Linked DNA regions of Ovis aries: region 2 is linked to region 1. A link is a contact called in public Hi-C data. All regions are on one chromosome and are shown on one strand. The core of a region is the stretch at or near the end of the contact, and the rest is flanking DNA. Distances in the headings are between cores, read along the strand shown.

Region 1 (6,311 bases), core at 1,583-4,082:
CTGTTCCAGGGCACGTGAGATCTTAGTTCCCCGACCAGGGATCAAACCCGTGTCCCCTGCATTAGCAGGTGGATTCTTAACCACTGGACTACTAGGGAAGGCCTCAAATGCCACCTTCTTGGCGAAGCATTTCCTTCCTAAAACTTTAAAACTGCATCCCTTTTCTCTTTTGTTGTTCCCCATCTAAGAAACTATGGATTTTATTTATTATGTTGCTTATTGTCTATTTCCTGTGAGTGGAATGTAAGCGCCACGAGGACGGGGAGTTTTGCTCATTTTATTTGTTGCTGTATCCCAATGCCTCCAGCAGTGTCTGGCACACAGAAGGCACTCATGTAAATACTGAGTAATGGACAGGGGACTAAATTCCTCTCTACCAGGGACAAAGCTCTACCTCTTGCGGCCAGTTTAAACATCTCTCCATTGGTACCTGCCCATCGTGATTTAAGCACACCAAAGACTTCCCTGTTTTATAAAACTTTCTCTTAACTCCACCACCTCCTGTAGTTACCACTATCTCTCCCTTCTCCCCAAGACTGCCAAACTTCCTTCAGAAGTCGTCTGTCTTTGCTGTCTTCAATGTTTTAGGTTGAATCTCAAGGTTTTTATCAACGATCTGCCCACTGCCTCATCACTGCACTGCAGTTGTTCTCCTGAAGGTCAGCGGTCATTACCCCGGGGACAAAACTAGTTCTAATCTAAGTTGGTCTCTCTGCATGCATACTGGAGAGTCATCCAACCCAGATATGAGGATGAGGGAAGGTAGCTATTGCTGCCAGTTCCTATCTTCTCAACATATTCCTCTCTCTTCGCTTTCCTAGTTTCTCTGTCCCCTTTTCAGGTCTTCATCCTCTGCCTTTCTCTTACGATGTTAGTGTTCTTTAGAGTTCTGTGCAGGGATCCCTTCACTACCCTAAAAATATGTCCTAGGTGATCTTATTAATTTCCCTCTTTTCAATTTCCACCTATAAGCTGGCAGTTCCTATCATCTGGGCTAGCGATGCAGACCTCTCCATTGTCAGACTCCTAATTATTCCTAAATTGATCTGCTTTTCTTCATCCCCATTACTACATTTTAAATCAGGCTAGACTACCTCAACAGCTTCATAACCAGTCTCTATGCCTCCAGCCTGGCCCTCTCCAAATCACCCTTCCCCAGGGTACCAGATGATCTTTCAAAGATCAAACGTTTTCATGGACCTCAACCCTTTTCTTCCAACTCAGCATGAACAGTAGCAATAAACTGTGGCGCTTCCTTCCCCTCACTCTTCATATAAAGCCCAAACTGCTTAACATGAAGTACAACAGCCTTAATAACTTGGCCCTCGCCTACCTCTCCACCCTCAGTTTTTACCACTCACCCCTTCAAACTCTATGCTCCAGTTAGATTGAATTTCTATTCGCCTGTGGCAGAGACCAAACCGCGGAAGGTTCTCTTTACCCAAGACATTGTTCTCTCCTCCTCCTCACCTGACCATGCTTATTTTTTCATGTCTCACTTCCTCTGGAAGGTCTTCCCTAACCCTTCAAATCTGGTCAGGTGCCCCTCCCACGGGCCTTGCAAAATACTGCAGGTGGTAAAACCATCTCACCATAGCACGGAGCACACTATCAGCTGCCTCTTCTGTCGGTACTGACTCCACCCTTTATGTTATAAAATGTAGACAGGGACTGCTGGCCTTTATTTACCTTGCTCAGCACTGAATCTCCAACAGTGCTTAGAAGGAATTCAATTTACTTTTAACCAATGAATGATTATTACAAAACAAAAACAAAGCCCAGAATCTTTGGAGCTGATTCTTTCAAAAGACTGTTTCTTTAAAGGCGAGTCAAGCAGGTAGACGAAAGTACCTACCCGATACCTGTTTTAAAATATCTGAGCAAAGTCTAAATGCTTTGAAAATTTCCCCAACTGATAATAACACTTCTAAGGAACTGTGGAAATCAGAATGCATTAACTAATAGTGTGACCACGGACCACTTCTGCCAGCCTATTTTCAGCGGATCTAACAAATGGGCTTGTCACAGTCACCATTATCTATTTTCTACTAGTTTGTTTTCAGAATCAGTATTTGCAGAATGTAAAGGCAGTGTCTAGAAGAGTGGGGGGAGGTGGGGCAGGGGGAGGTTCCTTTAATAAAATCAGAGGTCACTATTGTCCACCGACCACCTTGGCAGCTGCGGAGAGAGGTTTTATCTCTACATTTTCTCCCCTTAGAACAGTAAACGAGGCTGGCGACACTCCCGGCGCCTAGAGAAACAAGCCTGTCTCTATCACTAGGACACCCAGCCTCCTCCAGCTCCATTTACGCAGGACCGTCCCCACCCGATCCACGCCGGCGAGGCCCCCCTAAGCTGAGGCGCCCTAAGCGGAGCCCCCCGAGGGCGTTCCGGATCCCACCCGCGCCGGGTCGCGCGTCGCAGCCCACCTCACAGTGCAGGAGTTCGGTGCCGGGGTCCTGGTGCGCCGCGATCCGGCAGAACACGCACTTGCTACTGTAGTTCGCGAGCTCCGGGGACTCTGCGGTGACCGCGGGGGTCTCCCCTGGGGATCCCGCCGGTTGGGCAGCCGCCACTGGCTCAGAGCGGGCACACGACTTCCCTAAACCGCATTCCTCCTCCTCCATCATCGCACCCGCTCGTCTGCGCCGCTGAGAGGCTTCTCCGGGACAACAGGGCCTCCTGCAGAGTTCGCCTCCTGCACCTCCTAGATTTTACCTCGAGGCGTCGCCCCTTGTCTGGCGCTGGGCCGGGCAGGGACTGGGCACCGCGCGGATCCAGGGCCACCGGAGCCGCAAGGCGACTCGCCGCGAAGCCGCAGAAGCCAGAGGCTGGCCTTCACGCTGACTGCCACTCGGGGGCGCGCAAGGACGCGGCACGGAAGAGCCGCCGCCGCCGGCGGCAGCCGCCCATCCCCGTGCGTCTCGGTGGTAACGACGCAGGACTTCCGCCACAACGCCGGCTCGCGCCCCACGCCGCGATGACCTCACGTTCGCGCTCTACCCGGGGGCCAACTGGAACTTATTGAAGGTCTTCTCCCTGAGCCCAGTAACATAAAGTACCTCGAGTGTATAGCGATGTCTTAAAATTTTAAAAAAAAAATTTTTTTTTAATTCGTAGGTTTTACGAGAATGAACATTTCTAGAGCTTTGTTTTCTACACAGACTATTTTCGATACTTTGGGTATCCATTTAATACCATGATAATTTTAGGTGATAAGGCTCAAAATATCAAAACAGAACTTCACACCTGTTTTTACCTTTTGTTGTTATTATTGACAGCACCAGCTAGATCAAAATAGTGGGCTTTATCTCATTCTTCATACACAGATAAATGCGGAATCCTGTAGTTTATAGTCTGACATATTCCGGAACTTCATAGAAATTGACGAGGAATTGACCTAGAAACTTCAAGAAATTGACAAGAAATTCAGGCAGGGCTTTCTTGGGAGTTGTGCTTCGGGAAAGAGCGAAAAATGAGTAACACATTCCCTTGCTGGCTCCCTGGGTTGGGAGGGGCGCATGAGTTGGTCCCTTAAATGGGATGAGGGCCGGGCCAGATCTGGGGGTCTATCGGCGGGCGGGGGTGGGGGGGGACGTGGCTTAGTAGGTCGGCCCAACCACCCCCACCCTCTTGAGGGTGCTGTGTGCAGGGATCATGAGTAATACTAACACCCTCTTTCTGCTCAGGACATCGCAGAAGTAGCAGCTGGGTTTTTGGTCTTTTTGTACCTTGTTGCTTATAACTTGTTCAGGCTGTACTTCAGTTCAGTTCAGTCCCTCAGTCCTGTCCAACTCTTTGTGACCCCATGGACTGCAGCATGCCAGGCTTCTGGGTCAATCACCAACTCCCTAGAGCTTGCTCAAAACTTGCAAGCAGTTATTTTTAGTCCTTTAGTTTCTTTATATTCTGTTGCTCAAGCAGACATTTGTCCACATGCAAACACTGTAGCAAAGGGTCCCAAGTCCTCAGTCTCTCTCATTCCCCCGCTGTGAGCTTTTGCACCCCTTATTTTTAAGGGTTAAGGGGCTGAAGTTTTCCTCTTCTGAAGCATCTTCTGGCTGGACAAGGGGTCTCAGACCCTAGCTTACATTAGAGGTTTAGAAGTCCCTTGCTGACTGTTTCAAGGACATGTAGGGACCTGGGCCACCCTCTGCTGGAATGGATTGAAACCCTTGAGTCATAATGAGCCTAACTTGAAATTGCTGGAGCCTAGAAGATACAAAGTTAACCAAAAGATTAACCAGACAAGAGCCGAAAAAAGCCACTAACGGGCCTAGAAATGGAAGAAACCAAGTTAACTTTGGGAGTAGGGCTCCTGTCAGTGTTGACCAGACAGTGAGATTGTGTTGCTCTTGCCACAATTGTGACGCCGTTCTGCATGGGTGAGTATTTCTTTAATATTAACATCCACCTGTCCTGTTGCACTGATCCAGGCACAGCAGGAAGTATTAGTTACCAAACAAACTCTGCCTTGTTCTGCCAGAAAGTAACAAAGAGCCAGGCGATTATGAAGAACTATATTAGCTAAAGAGACAAGAGAGGTCTTAGGTCCCATTAAGGCTTGTTCTATCAGTTCCATCACACAACCACACTGTCCGGGTGAAATTTCCCAGTGTTACTTCATGATAAGTTAAGCCTCCGTGTAGAGCTGCCTGTCCTATGACTAGCCCTGCCCTGTGCTAAGATCATTCCTTTTGCTCTCCAGATTTGGGAGTGAGCCAGCCTGGTCCTATTATAGATAATATCCCTCTTATCCCTATAGACCATACAGGACACTCTCACACGAAGTGGACATCATCAGTGCATTTACAGACCATAGTATGAAGGCCTTGGGAAAAGGGCATGGCCTGGCATAACTCCATAACACGATGTTTTGGGTGTCTTCAGAGGAAAACAAACCCTTCAAGGGGGCAAACCCTTCTGAATGTCTTACGATTGTTCAGACCTGATAGTCCCTGAAGGACATAGCTGTTGCTAGTACATATGCAACTAGGAGACCACAAATCTTTATGTTGGTAATTTAGATTATATCACGTTATAAAGGTCTTCATGAAATGCTTCAGTGTGATCTGGTTGGTTTTGTCAGAGTTGACAACTGTAGTCCAGCTCATTATTTGCTCGATGTCCCACAGGCAGGTTGAATTGGATTGACAGGTGGATGAGATATTTCTTTCAACCATTCACACTCCCCTTCCATGTTGTTTAGGAAGACGGAGCCATAGTTTGAAACAGGACACGGGAGGTTGTAAGTACAGTTTCTCCCTACATAAGAGGCAGAATATCTGGTGTAATTCTGTCTCCAGTTGCCGGGGGTTGGGGGGTAGGCATATGAAACAAGTACTATTTGTGCAGTTTAACATAGCGTGCCCCGTGCCTTGGGTCGTTGTATAGGGGATTCAGGTTAAAGCATTGTAATAGCCCCCTGGAAAGTGCAAGCGTGACTAGCAGAGAGGGAAGGGGTGGCAACTGTCCCCAATTTATTTTGTTAATCAATATTGGAACCGGAAGGATCAGGGGAAATGCAAGGGGAGGGCCAGTATCCAGCTGGGGTGGTGAGTGTTGATGGTATATCCAGCATTATTTTAAATGTTCTCTTTTGGACATGATTTTGGAAATGTTGATGAGTGAGTGTTCTCACTATTTTTTCCTGGTTACATGGACTAGTAGGGCACACAGGGTCAATAACAGAGCATCTTGGGGGTGGAGAATTTTCCCTTAAACCAGCATGGACAAGGGAGTTAATTCTCTGGCGAGGGTGGCCGTGCAAAGCAGTAGGATGCAAGCAGCAGCACAGTAGCACAATTGCGAATGGGAGTCCAGCTCACACACCGATTTACTCACCTGTGGATCATGCCTGTGCTTGCAACAGGCATCACAGGCTTTCCCCTGGCTCACAGATGTGTTGCTCTTCTCTCATGACTTGAGGGGTTTTCTCCACATCTAGTACTAAGACAAGGCCTCCCACTGGTCATTTCTGAGCTAAGCCTCAGACCACTCCTGGGGACTACATGGACCCCGAGGACTGCAGGACGAAGCAAGTGTCATGAGCCTCTTGGCAGAGCTTTGCTAAGGTTTTCTCTAAAGGATGGTTCATTTTCTCCACCTTCCCTGAAGACTGGAGGTCTTCAAGTATGGAGGCCAAGAAGTATGTAGCTTGTAATCAGTCCCTAGACCCCATGTGAGCCCCTGTGTGATTTTGGCTATAAAAGGGGGCCTGCTATTGCCCTGGAGGGGAAGTTCAAACCAAGGAATTATTTCTTTTAAAAAGGACTTAGACTTCAGTAGCCTTTTCAGGTAGAGTACGGAAG
Region 2 (6,311 bases), core at 1,288-3,787, 90 kb after region 1:
AATCCTTGTCTGTCCCTGACTCACTGCGTGACCTTGGACAAGTGACTTAAGGAGGCTTCTCAGGGTGTAAAATGGGAAATGCCAACTGGACTCTCCCAGAGAGTTACTGTAAGGATTAGATAAGGCAATTCAATCAGGTAAAGCACTCCACAAAGTGCAAAGAAAGGGCTCAGGAAACCTTAAGGACTATTATTAAATGATAATGGTGAGCACTAGCTAATGTTTGGAGATAAAACCATATCACTCTGAGGTCAAAACAGATGATGGATTAAAGATTTAATAGTAAAATGTCAAGTCATAAATATTCTTGAAGAAAACACAGGACTTGTCTTTGCTTAAAGATGTCACATTTTCTCTATTGGTGATACACACTTTCCGTTATCACTAGCCTGCCTCAGTCAAGAGTGCAATTAAAATATTCAATATTGTTGTTTAGCATTCTAAGGGTAACTTCTGGAATACCTGATCATAAACCATTAATAAAGTTTTAGATAGCCATGCTCCATAAAGAGCCTGGAGAGGGTGGGAACGTGAGGAAGAACTCTGTACTCAGTGTGAACACCATGTTTCATCCTCTGTTGACACAAAGGGAATGTCTTCAGTGGGTATTATTTACCTTCCTTCAAGCACATCACAAGCACTACAGTCCTTGACTGAAATGAGTCACGCTGAAGTAAAACCTAGGCTGGAAGAAGGGCAGAGGAGGAGCTGTCTCTCACAGAACATTCTACTTCAGAGCCCAGTACCACCCTCCGCTCTGATCACGCCCTCACCTGTCTGCAGAATGAACGAAGACTCACCACTATACCACCAACACAATGCTGTGGAATAAACGAACTAGTCTCATCCTGACTCCGAGGAACCAGTTTTTTCTCTCAGCATTTGATTTAGTTGTAAAATCAGTGAGTGTTCTGAATGTAACTACATATGTGACTGGGTGAGGTAATTAAGTGAGAACTTTCAACCTTGTCATCATATTCATTACAGCTCAGGGGAAAAGGAAATTCCATGCAGTCACCTTTTTATTCCCCACTAAGATATAACAATGTTCTTGGGGCAGGGGAGAAGACATGAAAATGTTATTTAACTCTTGCCTTATTCTTCTCTCACAGTAGATTGAGGGGAAAGCAAGAAAGATGAGGGAGGCTTCACTCGGGCTTCAGTACCACAGAGCTGGGCTTGAACCCAGCTTCATGCAGAGCCGCAGGGGGACCGTCTGAAACTTTTTCAGCTTCTAGATTTTCTCACTTACAAAACAGGCCACTACTGCCTGCAGTAGATCGTGATGATTAGCACATTAAATAATGAAATAGAGCATCTAGCCCACAGCAGTCACTCTCCCAAAACATGCTTTCTGCTCTCCCTCATGTCTCATGCTGCTTCTCCTCACCTTCCCACCTTCTTTCCCACCCTCTGAAAAAAATTTCTCAAAATGTCTTTTTTTTCTTTTGTATAAATAGGTCAAGGCCTTAACCGAGTAAATTTCAGCCTTAGGAGAAATTTTAGGAAATGTGAAAAACAATTCTATATGAATCAAAACTATCTGTGTTCATTTGAAAATACAGTGGAACAAAAGAAGAAAATACCAATCACCCATTTTACCCTGGAGAAGGCAATGGCACCCCACTCCAGTACTCTTGCCTGGAAAATCCCATGGACGGAGGAGCCTGGTGGGCTGCAGTCCATGGGGTCGCTAAGAGTCGGACAAGACTGAGCGACTTCACTTTCACTTTTCACTTTCATGCATTGGAGAAGGGAAGTGGCAACCCACCCCAGTGTTCTTGCCTGGAGAATCCCAGGGACAGGGGAGCCTGGTGGGCTGCCATCTATGGGGTTGCACAGAGTCAGATACAACTGAAGCGACTTAGCAGCAGCAGCATTTTACCCTGGTTCAGAGAGAAACATCTGATTTCTGGTAAATGTACTTTCAGCAGCTTTCCTTCTTTTAAACAAAAATGGAATCACAGTCGATTTCTATTGCCAACCTGCCTTTCCACTGTAACAGTATTTTGTGAAAATCTCCCACGTCGTCAACTGTTTTTCTTCATCATTAAAAAATGACACATAGCATTCCATGTTAAGTTATTGATGTTATCTTAATTTTCCCACTATTTTAAACAATGCCGTGACAGTCTCTGTGGTCAAATCTATCGACACGCACGATCATTTCCTTAGGGTAAGCTTCTGCAAAAAGAACTGTTGGGTCAAAGAGTGTGCAAAAGTAAGACTGATAAAAGTGACCAGACTGCCTTCCAAAAAAGACTCAGTCACTTTCCTCCCGTCAGTGTTTTTCCTTGGCAAACTCCCCAGTTCAGTTCTAACTTGATTTTTCAAAATCACTCCAACTCAAAAACCACTAACCCTGTTGAGTCTGAACTGCTGTCCTTCTCTCAGCCCAAACCACATTGGAGCGTTTGACCAACAGTGAGATTTCTCATAATACAAAGCGGATGTCACACAAGGACTGAGCAGGAAACAAGATTTGCATGCTGCAGAGCGCCATGATCGTGAAAGGACTGGACTCTCAGCTTGAACTCAGAGCACGGCAGCTTCCGTCAGACACAGCTGCTCTGCTCAGAGACTAGAACGGATTACAATACACTGTGTTAGTGGGAGGGCTGGAGTTGTGAGAGGAAAAGGAAGGAGTTTCCCTTGAGCAAAACTCAGCCAGATTACCAGGAACTGGTAGGGCGGGGGAAAACAGGGAGACGCTGATCAGGGTACAAACTTCCAGGGATATGATAAGACAGATAGGTTCTAAGGATCTAGTGAACAGCTTGGCGATCACAGTTAATAATACTGTACGTTATACTTAAAAGTTGCTGAGAGAGTGGATCTTAGATATTCCCACCACGCAAAAGAGATGGTAATTATGTGACCAAATGAAGGCATTAGCTAGTGCCAGGGCAGTAACCATTCTGCAATATATCCATATATCAGCATATTATATACATTAACCTGCACAATTTAATGTCAATTATATCTCAGTAAAGCTGGAAAAAAGAATGGTGCTGCCTTTTTACTGTCATACTTAAAGCCATGTTTACAATCATCATTATGTCTTTTTTAATTCTATGTTTAATTAGTTACAGTACTGACCACCAACAATTCTTTCATACAATGACTTTTTCCTTCTTGAGGACTACATTTCGACATGCGTCTCGGAAAAGTGCATCACTCCTGCACAGTAACTTTAAGAAAGGTATGACACAAAAGGTCTGTTTCCTGAGACCTTAGTATGTCTGAGGATGTCCTGTTATCTTTGAACCTGGAAAACAGCTTTCACTTCACAATTCTGAAGAAGTTTAATTCCTCTGCTGTTCGCTGCTGTGGAGAAGTCTGTGCCTTTCCTCTTTGCTCCTTTGCAGGGAACATTTTGTTAAGGTTTTTATTTTTTCGCCTATTTATTTTTTACCATTAATCCATAACCTGCAAATATTTGCCACAGTTTAAGTGCAGTTTTCCCAGTATTTCTGCTTAAATATAACAAGCTGTCCTGCAAAGAAATAGAGGAAAACAACAGAATGGAAAAGACTAGAGATCTCTTCAAGAAAATTAGAGATACCAAGGGAACACTTCATGCAAAGATGGGCCCAATAAAGGACAGAAATGCTACGGACCTAACAGAAGCAGAAGATATTAAGAAGAGGTGGCAAGAATACACAGAAGAACTGTACAAAAAAGATCTTCACAACGCAGATAATCACGATCATGTGATCACTCACCTAGAGCCAGACATCTTGGAATGTGAAGTCAACTGAGTCTTACGAAGTATCATTACGAACAAAGCTAGTGGAGGAGATAGACTTCCAGTTGAGCTATTTCAAATCCTGAAAGATGATCCTGGGAAAGTGCTACACTCAATATGCCAGCAAATTTGGAAAACTCAGCAGTGGCCACAGCACTGGAAAAGGTCAGTTTTCATTCCAATCCCAAAGAAAGGCAATGCCAAAGAATGCTCAAACTACCGCACAATTGCACTCATCTCACACACTACTAAAGTAGTGCTCAAAATGCTCCAAGCCAGGCTTCAACAGTACATGAACCATGAACTTTCAGATGTTCAAGTTGCTTTTAGAAAAGGAAGAAGAACCAGAGAGCAAATTGCCAACATCTGCTGGAGCATTGAAAAAGCAAGAGAGTTCTAGAAACACATCTACTTCTGCTTTATTGACTATGCCAAAACCTTTGACTGTGTGGATGACAATAAACTGTGGAAAATTCTGAAAGAGATAGGAATACCAGACCACCTGACCTGCCTCTTGAGAAATCTGTATGCAGGTCAGGAAACAACAGTTAGAACTGGACATGGAACAACAGACTGGTTCCAAATAGGAAAAGGAGTATGTCAAGGCTGTATATTGTCACCCTGCTTATTTAACTTCTATGCAGAGTACATCATGAAAAACGCTGGGCTGGAGGAAGCACAAGCTGGAATCAAGACTGACGGGAGACATATCAATAATCTCAGATATGCAGGTCACTTTCACCCTTATGGCAGAAAGTGAAGAAGAATTAAAGAGCCTCTTGATGAAAGTGAAAGAGGAGAGTGAAAAAGTTGGCTTAAAGCTCAACATTCAGAAAACTAATATCATGGCATCCGGTCCCATCACTTCGTGGTAAATAGATGGGGAAACAGTGGAAATAATAGCTGACTTTATTTTGGGGGGCTCTAAAATCACTGCAGATGGTGACTGCAGCCATGAAATTAAGAGACACTTACTCCTTGGAAGGAAAGTTATGACCAACCTAGACAGCATATTAAAAAGCAGAGACATTACTTTGCTAACAAAGGTCCATCTAGTCATTGGTTATGCTATGGTTTTTCCAGTGGTCATGTATGGATGTGAGAGTTGGACTGTGAAGAAAGCTGAGCACTGAAGAATTGATGCTTTTGAACTGTGGTGTTGGAGAAGACTCTTGAGAGTCCCTTGGACTGCAAGGAGATCCAACCAGTCCATCCTAAAGGAGATCAGTCCAGGGTGTTCACGGGAAGGACTGATGGTGAAGCTGAAACTCCAATACTTTGGCCACCTGATGCAAAGAGCTGACTCATTGGAAAAGACTCTGATGATGGGTGGGATTGGGGGCAGGAGGAGAAGGGGACGACAGAAGATGAGATGGCTGGATGGCATCACTGACTCGATGGACATGAGTTTGGGTAAACTCCGGGAGTTGGTGTGGTTCATGGGGTAGCAAAGAGTTGGACACCACTGAGCGACTGGACTGAACTAAACTGTAAGTTTCCACTCATGAAAGCACTCTTCCGGGGCATTCGTCAGATTGGACCTGTTCACCACCTAGGCTTTCATGAGAAGACTTCACTTTAAACATTAGTCTGATTTCCTTGATGGCCCCAAGAAGCACAAACCCAATGATTTCCACCTTAATCATTTCAATTTATGTTATACCCTAGTCCCTCAAGTATCCTGCTTGATTTAAAAAAATTATGAATTAGGGTCTTGATATCCTTCCACATCAAAGTCCATTTTAACCCTTTAATTTGAACTCTAGAGTAGGAGAATGAACATTGATTTTGAACAGAAGAGTAATGCTACTGTATGTCTGTGGTTTGACCTACTTTTATGTATAGGAATTAACTGATCAAAACAGCACAGCTTTGGCTTTCTGAACTTGCAAAGTGAAGCAATGATAAATGACAGATGGGAAATCTTCACATGTATGGTTAAAAAATACCCCAAAGAAAAATAATCTGTATGAGGAAAAGTCTTAGGGTTGCCATCGTGAGAAATAACTCAGTAGTTGCTTACTTTTATTGTGTGGCAAACCCCAAAAATGTTTAACAAAGGAAAAGTAGAGAATTTCATTTCTTTTACTCTTGTTAAGTTTCTTTTGAACTCAGCAGAGAAAGTTACAGTTTGAAATGCTTTACACTTTACAGATTTATTGTTGAAAAGCTAAATTCATTCTTTATACTGCAGAGGTTTTCTCTAAATAAATCTTTATTGCTGTAACCACAAAACTAACCATACTCAAACCTAAGTGCTTTCTATTTGTCAAAATCACCTCCTAATTCTCTTAAAATATCTACTTTACCATTCAGGATTCTTACTAATCTTTTACATAAACACACTACAAAAACATAGTGATTTATTTTATTCCAATTTAGCCTTGCCTCCCACATTTATAAAACTTTTCTCTTTCAGGTCTTACATCTGTATATCTATGTTTCAGTTTGAAGAACTTCCCACTGAGACAGTATCCACATTTATAAAATTCCCATTCCTATCTTCATTTCCATAGAAGCAAAGATGTATACTCTTCTACTGTGAAGGAATAATGTATTCCTT

The links. Hi-C and Micro-C count contacts between places; a contact is called where the count stands out from the background.
Region 2: a Hi-C map of liver shows a contact between it and region 1, with 3 times the contacts expected there. The contact joins the enhancer-like site here to the promoter of HINT3 in region 1. A contact is called at or near these places in 7 of 16 Hi-C or Micro-C datasets (hypothalamus, liver, mesenteric adipose tissue and 3 more).

Annotation. Positions count from the first base shown.
Region 1 is chr8:12,569,172-12,575,482 of ARS-UI_Ramb_v3.0, forward strand. It overlaps HINT3 (histidine triad nucleotide binding protein 3), which reads right to left and starts at 2,833. Exons shown (of 5, transcript XM_027972326.2): 1 at 2,430-2,833. The coding sequence starts at 2,630.
Region 2 is chr8:12,658,989-12,665,299 of ARS-UI_Ramb_v3.0, forward strand. All of the region lies in intron 2 of NCOA7 (nuclear receptor coactivator 7), which reads right to left. Among named protein-coding and RNA genes, the nearest start is that of NCOA7, 86 kb to the right of the region's middle. Within about 2 kb of position 2,538, at least 14 of the 54 cell types and tissues checked have an H3K27ac peak or open chromatin away from gene starts, as enhancers often do. A contact at or near this core is called in liver, where this site is marked.